Regions from separate parts of the Zea mays genome. Here all the other regions are linked to region 1. A link is a contact called in public Hi-C data. All regions are on one chromosome and are shown on one strand. The core of a region is the stretch at or near the end of the contact, and the rest is flanking DNA. Distances in the headings are between cores, read along the strand shown. Region 1 has its middle 30 kb from the start of LOC103646919. Region 2 has its middle 69 kb from the start of LOC109944021. Region 3 holds the start of LOC109944547 (copper-transporting ATPase PAA2, chloroplastic).

Region 1 (4,974 bases), core at 1,095-3,594:
GGGGGGTAGAATGTAACGCCCTAAAAAATAAACCATATTTATAATCCAAATATGGTGTGTTCTATGGATGATCGGAGGCCGTAGATTTATAGATCTCATCAAGATGATTCCGATCAATCACTAGTTTGCCTTGTTTGGAGTCCGGATGAGTCTTTTCGAGTGCCAGTTGATCTGAGCCATTGGATATTACGATTGTGGAAGTTTTCTTCTATTTATACCTCCCTAACCCTAGAAGCCACATCCTCCCACCCCTAGCAGCCATCACCCTTTTGTGCCTTGCCCCAAGAGAAGAGAGGGAGAAAAAGGGAGAGAAGAGAGGGGAGATGAGGGCATACCATCGCCCATCGTCGTCGTTCCTCTCCAAGAATTGGTGGCTACACTCCGGATCATGCCTAGTACATTCTTCTTCTTGGATGAAGGCAAGTGAATGTCGCGGTGGTTGCTACCGTTTTGACTTGTTATTTTTATCGCCTACACTCTAATATTCAAAATTATTGAATTCTTTCATAATTGAACTCTATGATGATGCTGTACTTGATTGTATTATATTGATGCTCAATCATATATTGATGATGATTATGGTTCGAGTATGACCCATGAGATCAATTCACGTATCTAAAGGAAGATGAAGTATTATTTAAGGTTTGTATTGTATCTGAAGGAAGGTAAAGTATTATATTTGAGGTTTGTATTGTATCTGAAGGAAGATGAAGTATTGTTTGAGGTTTGTATTGTATGTGAAGGAAGTGAAGTATATTGATAAATGCAGCATGCCATATGCATTGCATGATTTATTTGCATCTGAAGTTTTGTCGTGACCTATGGTCCGACCGTACCGGTACAACTTAGCATCGTATGTTGCCCGAGGAGGGGTACGATGCGGCTTCATACCCTCAGAGCTATGAAGGCAGAAGACATATGCATTGCATTCACATGCATTCATTGAAGTGATATTTGCAGATATTGTTGACGCAGTGAAGTATTATACAAACTATTGTGGTTGCTCGAGGATATGAGATGGTATTGGTTATATTGGGACTATTGAGTTCTATATCTACAAGTATTTTTGTTCTTAATTGAGATTCCTGTAAAATGTTGATTAATTCATATTGTGGTTTAAATATCTCATCAAAACAATTTGCTTAATGCTTATCAAGGGGAGTGGGAAGTAGCGGCACGTTGCACACATTGCTTAAAGAACCAAATAATTAGCTTGAGTTATTGACTTTTAAGGTTCATACTAGAGTATGATGTAGGCATAAACTGGTTCATTCGTGGTTAATTGTCCTTGATGAGAATTATATCATACTATTATGATTCATTTTGTATTGATATATCTCTTTTGCTTCTGCGATGCTTATAATTACAAAGGAGGCACTACCAAATTTTATTTTGCTTAGTGTTCGGCTGTTGGTAGTGAAGTCCAGTAGCATCTCGGGGTGTTTGTGGATCCCGGAGTGTTATAGGGTCCCATCAAAATTAATCCTATGCATGAATAAGTGATAATAAAGAACATTGTTGGGTAATAAAAGTGGTCAAGGGCACAACTTGCCTTCAATGAGCTCCTGCTCAGCAACTTCTATCGGCTGGGCACCAGGATCCTCAGTCACCGGCTCTTCTACTCGCCACAATACAAACAAGCACAATATAAAGGAGAATTAACATCACACCAAACATGTAAACAAAATACACAATAATAATCTACACATTAAAATAAGATCCTAGGAACATGAATCATTAATTTTGGAGTTATGGATTTTAAGTTATGAATTTCCAAATGTTTTATGTGCTTGAAATAGGATTAAGTGGGAAATTAATTTTCTTACAGTTTTCATATCAAAACAGAGACTCTAAGTGATAGACAATAATATTACAAAATTTTAGAAACTGGAATGGATTAATTTGGACTAAAAATGAATTTTCTATGAATTTTACAAGTTCTAGCACTTATTTATATATTACAAATCTATTTTCTATTTAATTTCCTGGATTTCTTACTCCCATGGATCAGGCGCACAAAACCAGAGAAACCCAGGGGCTCGGGATAATTTTTCCTAAGACACAGAGCCCCACTGCGCAGGACGATGGGTTGGTTTTGATAAAACCGAGGGGCTGTTTTGCATTTTGTCTAGACCGAACGGGTATGGGCAGATCTGAGCCATCCTTTCTCAGATACACGGCCCGGATTAGATCTCTATTAACTTTGAACCGGTACACGAATCTAACCGTCGGATCCGACTTCAACGGTGAGGGTTTTATTACTCTAGATCGATTTCTATCCGTCCGATCTAGATCGACGGACCAGATCGAACCTGGAGAAAGGGTACGCAGTATATAATCTCAACCCTTAATCCACGCATCAACGATCGGGATGCGTTCTCCTACCTCACTGCCAACATCGGCGACCGCGCCTAACACCACGTCGGCTCGCCATGGTTGAGACACCTGACGCACTAATCGGTACACGATTCCCATGTATCTCGGGTGCAAAATGAAATTTAGGGGATGGCGATCTCGAGAAGAGAATTCTTACCCAGTTTCCGACAGTGCGCAGCTCTGGTCACGACACACAACGGACACACGGAGGAGTTAGTACCACGACGACCAATTTCGAGGGCTCCGGCCGCCAACCCACAGCAGGGAGGTCATCAGATCAATCCCCGACGACTCGACGGAGGGAGAGCACAGGTCGGAGTACGGAGCGGCACCGATCCGGGGCACACGCTGACGGAGCGCCAATGGCGGCGAGTCGCGCTTGAATGGGTAGGCATCCTATCGGCTATGAGCAGAGGGTTACAGTTGAGGAGAAGGTGGCGGGGGGGGGGGGGGGGGGGGGGGGGGGGGGGTCAACCCGCTACTTATCTCCCGGTGAAGTGGGCAAAGTGGTTGGGGCTAGCTGGAGCTGCGACGGAATTCGTGGTGATGACCTCGGTTTGTTGCGCGGTGAAGGGAGAAGATCTACAGGGCGATGTCTTACGTGTGGGTCCCGCATCACAGTGGCTAGCGACGCGCGTGGACCACTGGCCAGAGGGCCCGCCTTGTCAGCCACAGAGCCCACGGCGTGGTGCGCGATCTCTTCTCAGCTGGGCCATGCAATGGCATGGAGATGGGCTGGCTGGTGTTTTGACCCAACACGGCTGAATTGATTTTCTTTTTTTTCTTTTCATATTTTCCTTTTCTTTTTTGATTCATTTTATTTTCATTTGAATCTCTAATTTGAATTTAAGTCTTGTTATGAAATTCAACTTTGAGTCAAATGTATAAACTCAAATCTGTGTAAGAATCATAATATATACTTTTTTATATTTATTTTTATTCACATAGTAATTTCCCTTCTTCTCTTTTTCTAGATTCTTGAATTTTCCTTTAGGATTTAAATTCCACTTTGGACATTAACATATTTTTTATGTTATTTTTATATTGTCACAAATAATGCACTCACAATAGAAATCCAGCATGATGCATAATTTATCAGCATATATTTTTATTAGTTATTTTTTTTAAAGATGGTGTTCACATGTGATGACAAATAGGTTCAACCCACACATATAAAGTGAAATTGTTTCTCCTTTTATATTATCTCTTACAAATCACAAATTGGGTATTACAGATAATAACTAACGACGATAAATGGGGAGTAGGGTGAAGCCTGGCTCACTACTCCACCTAGTCCTCTCCTGCCGAGGTGGCATCCCACTCGACCGTCCAACCCGATGGCAGGGTGGCTGGGCAAGTCACACCATCAACCATGTCTTGCAACAAACCTGTAAAATTATGCACCAAACAAGGCTAAGTATATTAATACTCAAATAGACTTACACGGGTGAGGAATCTACTCCTCGACCTCTAGACCATGAAGTTTTTTGGATGAGTGGTTTGATTTGCCAAAAGCACTACTGAGTTCTAAGTCTACTTTTAACTTTTCAGGTTCTATAATATTCTTAAAACTATGTTTGCTTCCTTCTAAGCATTAATGATAGCAAGCAATTAATGCAATCAACACTTTATCTCAATAAGCCCAATTTCACTTCTCACTCGATGTAGCAGCATGGATCAATCAATCTCATTAGCTGGGAGAAGCAGACAATTCGAATCGAGTTTTAACATTGCAAGGTTAACCTAAACACATGATATGTCAGGGCACTCTAACCCCACACACATCAATCGTCCCCATCGATTCCATGGCAATAGAACAGGGCTCATGGCAATGGCATACAATGCTCTATTGTTCCCCGCTGTTGTGGTAGCCCTCCCAAGTTATCAGGCCCACATGCACCAATCCTTGACTTGATGGCCTCAGATGGTTATGCACGTCTACCAGGTAACTTAACAAGGCTATCACGAGTTCAACAACTTGAACTCATCATCCCAAGGATCTCCCACCATACATGCATATTACAGTAATTACATTCGATACACACACACTTCGGAGATAAGAGCGGAAGACTTTATAAAACATTATTTTCATTTCTAAAACTAAAGTTTATTACATACGAAGGTTACATTTATTACAAGTCCTGATATACTCGAAGTGTATAACTTATTACAATAGCAGGAAGGTAGGAACCCTCCAAAGCTTATACATAAACCTAGCTAGTCCTCCTGCAGGACTGGAAATGCCCTCCAGCCACAGGAACACTTAGAGTACTCCTCATCACCTACAACAACATGGGTTCGAAAACCCTGAGTACGGAGTGTACTTTCGCAAGTCTTACCCGACTAAGGAAAAATGACTCACAAGGATATACTGGTTAAACAGGAATCAAGGAAAAGGTTTTAGCAAGAATCAAATTAGATACTTTTGCAGAAATAGCTTACTAAAGTGAGTCCTTACTTTCAATATTTTAACGCCAGATTAAATAGTAATAGACTCTAGTTGCATCTAGTCTAATTTCACCATCTCATCAATGCAACATCATTTTTATTCATAATGTTTACATCCTGACTTATGTTGTAGGTCGGAGATCAAGTCTC
Region 2 (4,974 bases), core at 1,361-3,860, 630 kb after region 1:
GGCAAACACTCATGAAAGAGTATAAAAGAGGCTGGGTCCATGCCTGTGTCAGTACTGTCATGCGAAGTTTGCACTTTCAACAATGTTATTTTTACGCAGATGTCTACAACAAGAATCAAACATCATACAATTGCTTCGGCAAAGAAAAGAGATTTCTTTCTGAAGCATGAAAAGAAGGGAAGGTGTTTTTTCACCGCCAGCTCAAAAACGGTATGTACAAAAGTTCCACGCTTCACAAAGAAATATATTACATCAATATACATGCAGATTGTTTATAAGTGTTTCTTACAAAGACAGGAGTTATACACAAAGACAATAAACTATCGAAAATACAAAGCTTCAGCTCTCCTTTAGGACTTTGTCGGCAGCTTCATTCAAAAGCTTGTCGACAGCTTTGTCAATAGCATCACTAGCAATTTTGATTATATCAAGCGCCTCCTTGACGGATGGGTTAGCTTCAGGGTTATATGGCTCGAGGGGCAGTGAAAGCTCAGCTGCATTGAAACACAAATATCTATCAGTGCCAAAGCTAAAAAACTTACGAAGATGAGTTATAAAGAGCATACCAATAAGTCTCGCCCGCTCGGCAACTTCTTCAGCTCTTTTGGCCTCTTCTAAAGCCTCATGAGATTCTTTCTCATTCCTCTTAATAGCTTCATCAGCAATTTCTCGCCCACCCTTCAGCCATATCTCGGAATAAAATTTCCCACCTAAGGTAGTAGCTTCGACTGAAGGGTTTCTAACATCATTAGCTGAGAAGGCAAAGTTTGGCTGAGCCACAACCTTGGCATGATCACAGCCAACCTTCTCCAAAATGGACGTAGCCCCACAGGTGCCGGCAAAGGCACAGAAGTCCCCTCTGTCGCTAAGAATTTCCTCGAAAGCTTCAACCTCTCCGTTTATCCATTGAATAACTTCATCAGGATTTCCACGAATGAATTTCTGCTCGGAAGAAAATGCTCCAACTTTAGAAAAGCTGTTCTTTAGATTTTTAGCACATTCTATAGCCATTTCATAGCATTTTTCCTTAGCAGCACGGAGCTCATCAACATTTTTTGCGACCTTGACCTTTCAATTTCACATATTTCATGTTTTACCACTTCAACATTAAAGTTCTCAGTTGCTTCGTCAACTTTCTTCTTCAGTTCTTACATCTCGGCTTCGTGAGTTTTAGCTTGAGCAGAAAGCCTGGCTTTGCTAGATTTTAATCTTTCCACTAAAGAGTGTAGGATCTTATCTTTCTCAAGAGCTTTGTTTCTTAATGTTATGACCTCCGAACGAAGGTTTCCATGTGCTATTCGGCAGCTCATCCTCTGCATCTTTTTAGGCCTTCAGTGCCTTGCTTAGAATCAAGCCCTGGCAAACGAAGAGTGGACACATAACGATGATAAGAAATACCACAAAAATAGTTCATCGTAACACAAATTACAAAATGACAAGCCAAAGTATACAAACCTTCAAGCTGTTGTAGGAAGGCTATCTGCAAGCTAATCCTTAGTCATCGCAGACAAACCGAGTTCGAGCTTCGGATACCAAATGTTATCTATCATTTTACGACAAACAGTAATCTGGGTAAATGAACCTAATAACATGGAACACTCTATTCAGCCTCTTTTTCCCGCGAGCGCCGAAGGCAACTGTCATAGCTTATTCTTCTGCCCTCGAATACGCTCTAAGCAGTTCATCACTTGTAGCCTCTATAGCGTCCAACCAATCATGATCTAGACAGATCTCAATCTACCTCTTACGTGGCTAGACATAGAACATTCTCATGCATTCCCAATCACATGCTAATCAATGAAAACCCCCCCTTTTTGATTTTAGAGCCAATTAAGAACTAGGCACTAACCTACAAAACAAAACCGTCTACATCCTTTTCTTACTAATCTCGAGGACGAGATTATTTTTAAGAGGGTAAAATTTGTAACACCCCAAATCCCATTTTGAGATTTATAAAAGTTTCTCCAAAAGGTTAAGAGTTTAGAATATCCCTTAATATGGGTTTCTCACTTTTGAAGTTATTTCCCTTCAAGATAAAAGTATTTTCTAATAAAAGGTTGGGATTCTTATATGAACTAATTTATTCCTTTAAACAATGTATATAATTGGTTACTTAATGGTTATCACTTGAATTGATTTTCGGTTGAACTATACATACGCATGTCCTCCAGAGAATTAAAGTTATGATCAGACCTCGCATTTGAAATTATTTAATTGCCCTAAAACAAATTCATTTTTGAATTAAATTTTAATTATATCAAACATTCAAAAGTGTTATTTCCCTAAAATGAATAATATGTGGATTATTTTTTATTATAAGTTTTGAAGCATGGATAAGAGAACTAATATAAACATAAATATATAAAGTATATTCTTTGCATTTCATGTTGGATACTTTTTGGTTGTAGCATCCAAACCAAATATGAATTTTGAAAAACAAACTTGATTTGAAAATATGAAATTAGAAGCTGGAAATAGAAAAAAGAATAAGAAAAGGAAAAGAAAATAGAAAAGGGAAAGTCAAGGACTCGGCCTAGGAAGACATCCCGCGGGCCACCCCCAGCTTATCACCCGTGCAGGCCCAATTCCTATCCCCGCCCCTTTTCATATTAATGGGGCTTCGCCGTCAGCCAACACCACAGGCACGCATGATCGGACCTGCTCACCCTCATGAGAAGCTCGTACAACGGCGGCATGGACCCGTACGGTCATCGTCCGCCCAGTCACGCGCGCCACGAACCCCTACGCCACCTCCATGTGGGACCCCATTTGCAAGACCGTTCGTCCCCAACGAATGTGCGAATCAGAGATCATAACCGCCAGTGGTTGTTGAAATCCGGATACTTAGGTTGTCGTGATTTGGCCTATGACCTCAGGATCAGACTCCGCCACCAAGCTATAAGACTCGAGTTGCGTGCACCCTCCTGTTCATCCATCTCCATCCATGGCTTCCTCCGCCTCGCTACAGTGCCACCTTGGTGTGATCGTGGGAGCGTGCCGAAGATGTTCGTGCATTAATCATGCGTGGAATTGCTTGCCGGAGAGCTCCATTGGCCGTGCTAACGCCATGCAACGTGGGTAGCGAACTCTACTCAGCGACTCTCACTAAGCTCTACCATGATCATCTCGAGCTACTCCGTACTACGCGTAGAACCCATCCATTTGCGGGTTGGTGCACTAGAGAGTGCCGGGCGGGGTAACTCCGGTGGGTCGACCACCGCGGGAGCTCTGCTCCGCCGCACCGTGGTGAGTTGAAAGGACAGAAGGATGCAGGGGCGTGCTCAGCCGTTTATCACGGCTGAGATTGGAAGAACCATACCACTTCGCGTGTTTGATCTGGTCGACCGGATCTGGATAAGATAAAGAAAACCACATCATTGGCGTGGTGGATTCTTGGCCGCGGATCCTGGATTGAACGGCCGAAATCACATACTGGTTTGATTTACAATAAATCTTATCTAGACCGTTTTATTTTAGATCTGCCGCCCAGATGAGCTAGGACCCCTTCGGCCAGGGATTTTTTCGTATGAGTCCACAGGTTTCTAGATAATCAACCCGTAGCCTGGATCAACCAGTACATAACACAAGCAAACAAGAAGAAACATACACCAATCACCATGAACAAGCAAAAAAGAAAGTATAATTAAAGATCGTTCATTTTCCAAAAAACCCACAAACAAAGGTAAAAGACACTCTTTTTGAAAAGGGATTTAGTTTTGTTTTATAAAACAAGACATGATATACACTTGAAAATATTTTAATCCTAAATAAATAAACATTCGGTTCACCATTTTAATATTTTATAAAAGCCATATATCGAATGACTAAGACTATGGATTAAAAGATTATAAAACACATTATAAAACATTTGTTAAACCTTTCTTGATGAGAAGCTAATATATAAGCCTAAACAGGTTTTATGTGTAAAGAAAAAAACCATTAATCATTTTATTTTTATTAGGAAAACACATGATCTATATTTTTATTAAATGAGCTATGCTTAAAATAATATAATCTATTCACTTTAATCATGAAAGCTATATTCAAAAAAATACAGATGCTACTATTTTAATTATAAAGAGCATGAACACTAACTATGACATTTTAACATTTATTTTAGAAGAAGCTCTATGGTACATTTTTATATTGATAAGCCTACAATATATAATTATGAAAAACTTTAATATAAGACAAAATGAAGTGAAGGATATTTATATTTATTTCGATCAAGAAACATATGGTCTACATTTTCTTTTAAATTTCTATTTAAGAAAAATATAGTTAAACAACTATAATAAATATTATTAAATTATGAGAACATGATAAATATTGAAAAGTTATTTTAATATTTGTTATTAGAAAACTACTCATAGATCAATTATAACAACCATAATTCATATTAATTTGTGGAAATATGCAAATTGTTGCAAATATTAATGCGGAATATTTTGCATCGAATCATGAAGATAACAATACAAAAATCAACCTATACTCTGAATAACCATTTTATAAATCAAAATATGTCATGAGGGCTAGAGTGGAATTAACTATAGACGAGAGGGGTTAGCGGACAAAAGGACGTTCTTCTACCTTTGGCGAGAAAGCAACAGGGAGGAAATCAGCCACAGAGAGGGAGCTTTGGTGCAGGGGACTCGGCATGGCGTGAGGCTTCGGGGGTGGAGCTCCGGCGTCAGGCGCGACAAGGGAGTCGACGGCGCCGGCGATGGATGACATGGCGACGGGGAACAGTGGTGTAACAATACAAAACCATCAACTAAAAATAATGCATTTAGATTATTAGCGGTAAATATGGTAATGAATTTTTGTTTCAAGTGGTTGATTTTATTTTATTTTATTTGCATTTAGAATAATTTTTGTTTGCTCATATTTGATTTATGGTTGTTACGTAGAATTTCTTTTATATTGAAAATCTAATTAATTAATATAGAAATATTGGTTCAACAATAAATATTT
Region 3 (4,974 bases), core at 1,665-4,164, 550 kb after region 1:
AATAATGATCTAAGCGAAGCTACGAGATCGTGGGATCGAGAACTACTAAGATCGGAGTCGTGGTCATCAAGTTATGATGTGATTAAATGATTAACATCAGGTTCTATGTTTATTTTATAATCCCAGAGAAAAGGTAACCTATAGTAGTAATTAATTCAACTTTAATCTAAATTATTAATTGACCATAGATCATATTTTAGTAGATGAGCAGATTAACAAGACTAACCAACATAAGTTAAATACAAATCTAATTATAAAATAATGAGACATGGTATATAAGTGTTGTTATTGCATAGTAAATATTTATACGAGACTAACGCAACTTGAACGGATTAAATCAGAGTTAAAACGGAGGAGTTATGAATTTCCTAAAGTTTTATGTATTTGATATAAGATTAATTAGGAAATAAATTTTAATGCGACTTTCATGTCGAAACGATTGCACTAATTGATAAACAATAATATTACAAAATTATAGGAACTGAAATGAATTAATTTGGAGCTAGAATGGATTTTCTATGAATTAAATAAATGCTAGCCATTATTTTCATATTAAAATCCATTTCTAAATCCATTTCTCTAATTTCTTAATTCCCTGGATTGCGCCTCAATTTCTAGAGAAGACAGGGGTGAAACTATAAAACTTCAGGAGACTCAGACCGTGCTTGCCCAAGACCGCGGGTTCATTTGAAAGGAGTCCAAGGGCTCTTCTGCAAAAGACCCAGGACGAAGGGGTATTCCTAACCCTCGCCCGCTCGATGCAAACCGAGGGCCTAGATTAGATCCTATCATTAGCGAAGAGGTACGATACTATAGCCGTTTGATCAGCGATCAGCGGCGCGGATTTAAAACTCTCCCGATCCATCCTGACCCGCACGATTCTTGATCAACGGCCCGATCGCTTTCATAAATCGAAGGGGTACGCGATTCTAATCTTGACCGCCTACACAGGGATCGACGGCGGGTATCGGATCTAGTCAAACCATTACCCCGACCTAATCTGAGCCATATGCTCAGCATCTAACGACTGGCAACTTCTTCCTCGTTTCGGTCGCGCACAGCGGCGCCGCCCTGCTCCCCATGGTGGCGGTTCGCTGGAGCGCAGAGACCCAGGGTTCTAGTACTTCATTCTTAATCCCCGCTAGTGCTACGCAAGGCTGAGTGAATTCCAAGGATAGGGATGGGTACCATACCGGTGATTAGATCCCGAGGAGGCTTGTTCTCGTCGCGCGGCGATTTGGCCGCAAGAGTCGGAATCCGGCAATGAATTACCAGTCGCCCACATGATTTCTCACATGGCTGAGCCCCCGAAGACGTCCTACATTCGATGCTGATCTTCCTAGACCAATTTTCTCGGGCCAATGGCGAAGAGGACCAACCCTCAACAATGGCTGTTCTCCCACTCTCAAAGTAAATGGCGGACCATGGCATGGCATGGAGAAGCTGGGAGCTGTGTCGAGGTTTTATACCCGAGCAAGGCCGGAGACCGATTCGCAATAATTCCCGCAGACCCGGTAGCCTGCGCCAAATCCGGCCGATTTGTTACGGCGCTGTTGAGAGTTCTTCCGGGAGATGGGGATGCGGATAGATCTAACGAGCCGACCCCACCAGACGACGCCCGTAGAACCCCGAGCACCCAGGTAGAGAGTATGCCACGCGGGCCCGATCTGCCAGTGCCGCAGAGCGACGCGAGCGACTAGGCCGCCCGGTGGAAACTAAATTGGGTGGTTAGGTGCAGAGGTTGGGCTGGCGCGGTATAATGTCTGGCGGTGTGGGCTGAGTGCCACGAGCAAAGTGGGCCAAGGTGGAGAATTGTCCGAAAGTGAGGTAGCCGGCCCAGAGGGTTCTAGTTCTTCTTTTTTCTTTTGTTATTTTCCTGTTTTCTTTCTATTTGCTTTGTTTTCAGTTTTCTAATTCACAGAAAAAATACAACTTTGAATTTTTATGGTCAAATGCTATAATTCAAAATATTGGCATGAATGCAGAGTACACTTTTCTATATATTAATTATTTTATTATTTGTTTAGTTAAAGATTCAAAATGTGCCATGCACACACTCATTTTGTTTTCTTTCTTCTTAGGAAAATAATATTTTGAAAGTGGGATAAGAAGTAAAAGTTACTTTAGAATTAAGTATTCATGTAAATAAATGCTTATGGTACATCATTTACTGATATGCATAATCATCTAGTTGAATAGAAATCTTTTCTATTACTTCTCTTCTGAAATAATTCTTGGATTTCAAAATTCAGTCCTCAAAGTGTATACTTTGAGATATCTGAATTTACTATTTTCTTTCTTCATATATTTATTTTATTATTATTATTATTATTATTTTATACAGATTTTTGGGCATTACAAATCCTACCCCCTTAACAGAAATCTAATCGTCGAGATTTGTAAGGAAAGGGTGTATACTCATATTATCTCAACACGTATGCACAAACAAAAATCTCAGCATGATGCACAATTTATTAGCAGCACATGGGGTCAATTAGACCTTATTATTCCTCCAACATAGTATCATACCAACTACTAACTAAAGTAACACTTAGATCTTACAAATAGTAGTAATATATATATATATATATATATATATATATATATATATATATAGTATTAGGAGCCCTGGGCTTCCATTACTGCAGGGAGCCCCGGCCACCTACCGACCGGGCCGACCAACCAGGTGTGCAGACCGCACCAGACCATTTTTGGTTTACTGTCCACGACTACTTACGCCAAATTAACATATGAGTTACGATGATGTGTGTTGCCATTTATGCAAATATAGTTTGTGCATGATTTAGCTTTCTGGGCCCACGAGAACTTTTATTTGATGGCCCATTTTACCCACGCATTTCTTTACCCTAACTGCTCCCATCTTTATCTCCGGAAGGCACGTAGCCGCCGCCAGTTTCTTCTTCCCCCATCTTCATCTTCCTCGTAGCGCCGGTGCTACATCTCCAGACTGCCCCTGCTCCGTGCGGACCCACTCTCCAGCGCGACTGCACGGCTGTTGTTCCCGCGGGTGGAGATGGCGGCGGTCAACCTCCTCGCTGAGTCTGCCGCGGTGCGCTTGAGGGCGTCGGCGCCGCCGGGCGCGGGGGAGGAGCTCGCGGCCAGGCTCACGGAGTGCAGGTTCCCCGCCACGGCGCGTCGAGGGGGAGCGGTCGCGGGGGCTGGGGAGAGCGCGCGCAAGTGGAGGGAGATGGCGGCCAGGAAGGAGGAATTCCTGCTGCGGAGCCGGGGCCGAGTCGCATGGACGATCGTCGCGCTTTGCTGTGGCTCGCATGCGTCCCACATCCTGCACTCGCTCGGTATCCATGTCGACCACGGTGAGTTACCACGAGACATTCATAGCGTGATCTGATTTTCTGGAATAACAGAGTGATGTTTAATATTGGCGTGAAGGGCCCTCTGATCAGTCTACCTATGGTTCAGGAACGTTTTTTGGATCTGTTGCATAATCCTTATGTGAAATGTGGCATTGCTACAACTGCTTTGTTTGGGTTTGGAAGAGGTATAATCGGCTCTCAATGTTTCCTTATATTGTGCATTAGTGTACCGTTTGCAGTTTACATGTTGTTTTGTTCAGTGGTGTGCCGATGGATAGCCACTGCTGTATATGTTTTTAATGTTCAATCAATTTCTAAGAATTAGAGTTGGCGACTTTGAGCAGTGACATCTATTGGGAAAACGTTAGATTTTATTTTAAAGAATGGGATAAAGATAAATATGTGAAACATACTAACTCTAATGCCAACTTCTTTACTTTTGATCCATGGATAAACGATGTTTGGAACCAAATCAGGATTTTGTGCAGGTATCATCAGCTCAATACCATCATCATTCTTGATTTTTTTGTCCAGGGATTAACAGACTTGTCCTGAAGGGCATCGAGCAAACTGGCTCATCAGTTATGTAATGAAGTGATGCAAGTAAGGGTGTGCAAGTGTGCCTTCAACTAATAACAGAAAAGAAGAAAAGAAAATAGAAAATTGAACAACTTCAGGAGTACTTCAGAACAATGTACAATAAAGTATGGTTGCTTCTATATTAATTGTAGGCTAATGTTGTCTATTAATTTACAATGATATTTTTTAGGGAAATACAGTAGCGAGAACTCTGTTGTGGCATAAAACTACCTCTGTTGCTCTGTCTCTAAAAGAATACCCTTTTGGCTTGTTCAGATGTATAGCCAGAGTGACATTATTTTGGGGACAGGTTGTATATTTTTATATATAATGGTACTTAATTTAATCTTTATTCCCAGGTCACGGAGGCTGACATTGAAGAATTTGAAGCTAAATATAGAGGGTCAGATTCTGAGAAAACGGACTTGAAGGAACTCTACACAAAATATAAGGGCAACATGAACAGGAATAATTATCTCTTATATCATATTGTAAAATCTGAAACAGTTCTCATGTAGATGGTTAGCTTGCATTTTACGCTACAATTACCTCAGATCACTTCTTGTTGTATCTTACACCAATTTACGAAATTTCTTGATGTGTTTTATGACAACCTCATGCGCTGAGAGATACATTCGGTCTACATTCGTTATTATGAAACAGATGGACGATTTACGCTACAATTCATACTCATTTACGTTGTTTTGGTTCACGATTTACGTTTAAATCCGTCCGAGCCAGAACCCGCGCACGACCGATGGCGCGTGATTTTCGCGCCGTAAATTTGGTATACGAAACAGGCATACGATTTACGCTAAATTGTGTACTCATTTACGCTGTTTTAGCTCACGTTTTACGCTAAAATCTATTTGAGCCAAAACCCGCGTACGATCGGACGCACGCGATTATTATGCCGTAATTTCGGGACCCATTTACGGTTACGAAACAGATATACGATTTACGCTAAATTTCGTACTCATTTACGCTGTTTTGGTTCATGTTTTACGCTATCATGTTACACAGCATTATGCAGTCGTAAACGGTGTGCACATGGTAATAT

The links. A called contact is a pair of places that touch in the nucleus more often than the background predicts.
Region 2: a Hi-C map of leaf shows a contact between it and region 1, with 3 times the contacts expected there. The contact joins two enhancer-like sites. A contact is called at or near these places in 3 of 25 Hi-C or Micro-C datasets (endosperm, leaf and leaf mesophyll).
Region 3: a contact with region 1 is called in a Hi-C map of leaf, with 4 times the contacts expected there. The contact joins the promoter of LOC109944547 here to the enhancer-like site in region 1. A contact is called at or near these places in 7 of 25 Hi-C or Micro-C datasets (bundle sheath, ear, endosperm and 2 more).

What each region holds. Positions count from the first base shown.
Region 1 is chr2:122,543,702-122,548,675 of Zm-B73-REFERENCE-NAM-5.0, forward strand. No RefSeq gene overlaps it. Among protein-coding and RNA genes, the nearest start is that of LOC103646919, 30 kb to the right of the region's middle. Within about 2 kb of position 2,345, at least 17 of the 20 cell types and tissues checked have an H3K27ac peak or open chromatin away from gene starts, as enhancers often do. A contact at or near this core is called in bundle sheath, ear, endosperm and 2 more, where this site is marked.
Region 2 is chr2:123,168,466-123,173,439 of Zm-B73-REFERENCE-NAM-5.0, forward strand. No RefSeq gene overlaps it. Among protein-coding and RNA genes, the nearest start is that of LOC109944021, 69 kb to the left of the region's middle. Within about 2 kb of position 2,611, at least 10 of the 20 cell types and tissues checked have an H3K27ac peak or open chromatin away from gene starts, as enhancers often do. A contact at or near this core is called in leaf, where this site is marked.
Region 3 is chr2:123,090,976-123,095,949 of Zm-B73-REFERENCE-NAM-5.0, forward strand. LOC109944547 (copper-transporting ATPase PAA2, chloroplastic) reads left to right here and starts at 2,915. Exons shown (of 3, transcript XM_020549319.1): 1 at 2,915-3,335; 2 at 3,442-3,520; 3 at 4,274-4,605. The coding sequence starts at 3,035. The coding sequence ends at 3,467. It overlaps LOC100278259 (a long non-coding RNA gene), which reads right to left and starts at 1,436. Exons shown (of 3, transcript NR_159984.1): 1 at 1,194-1,436.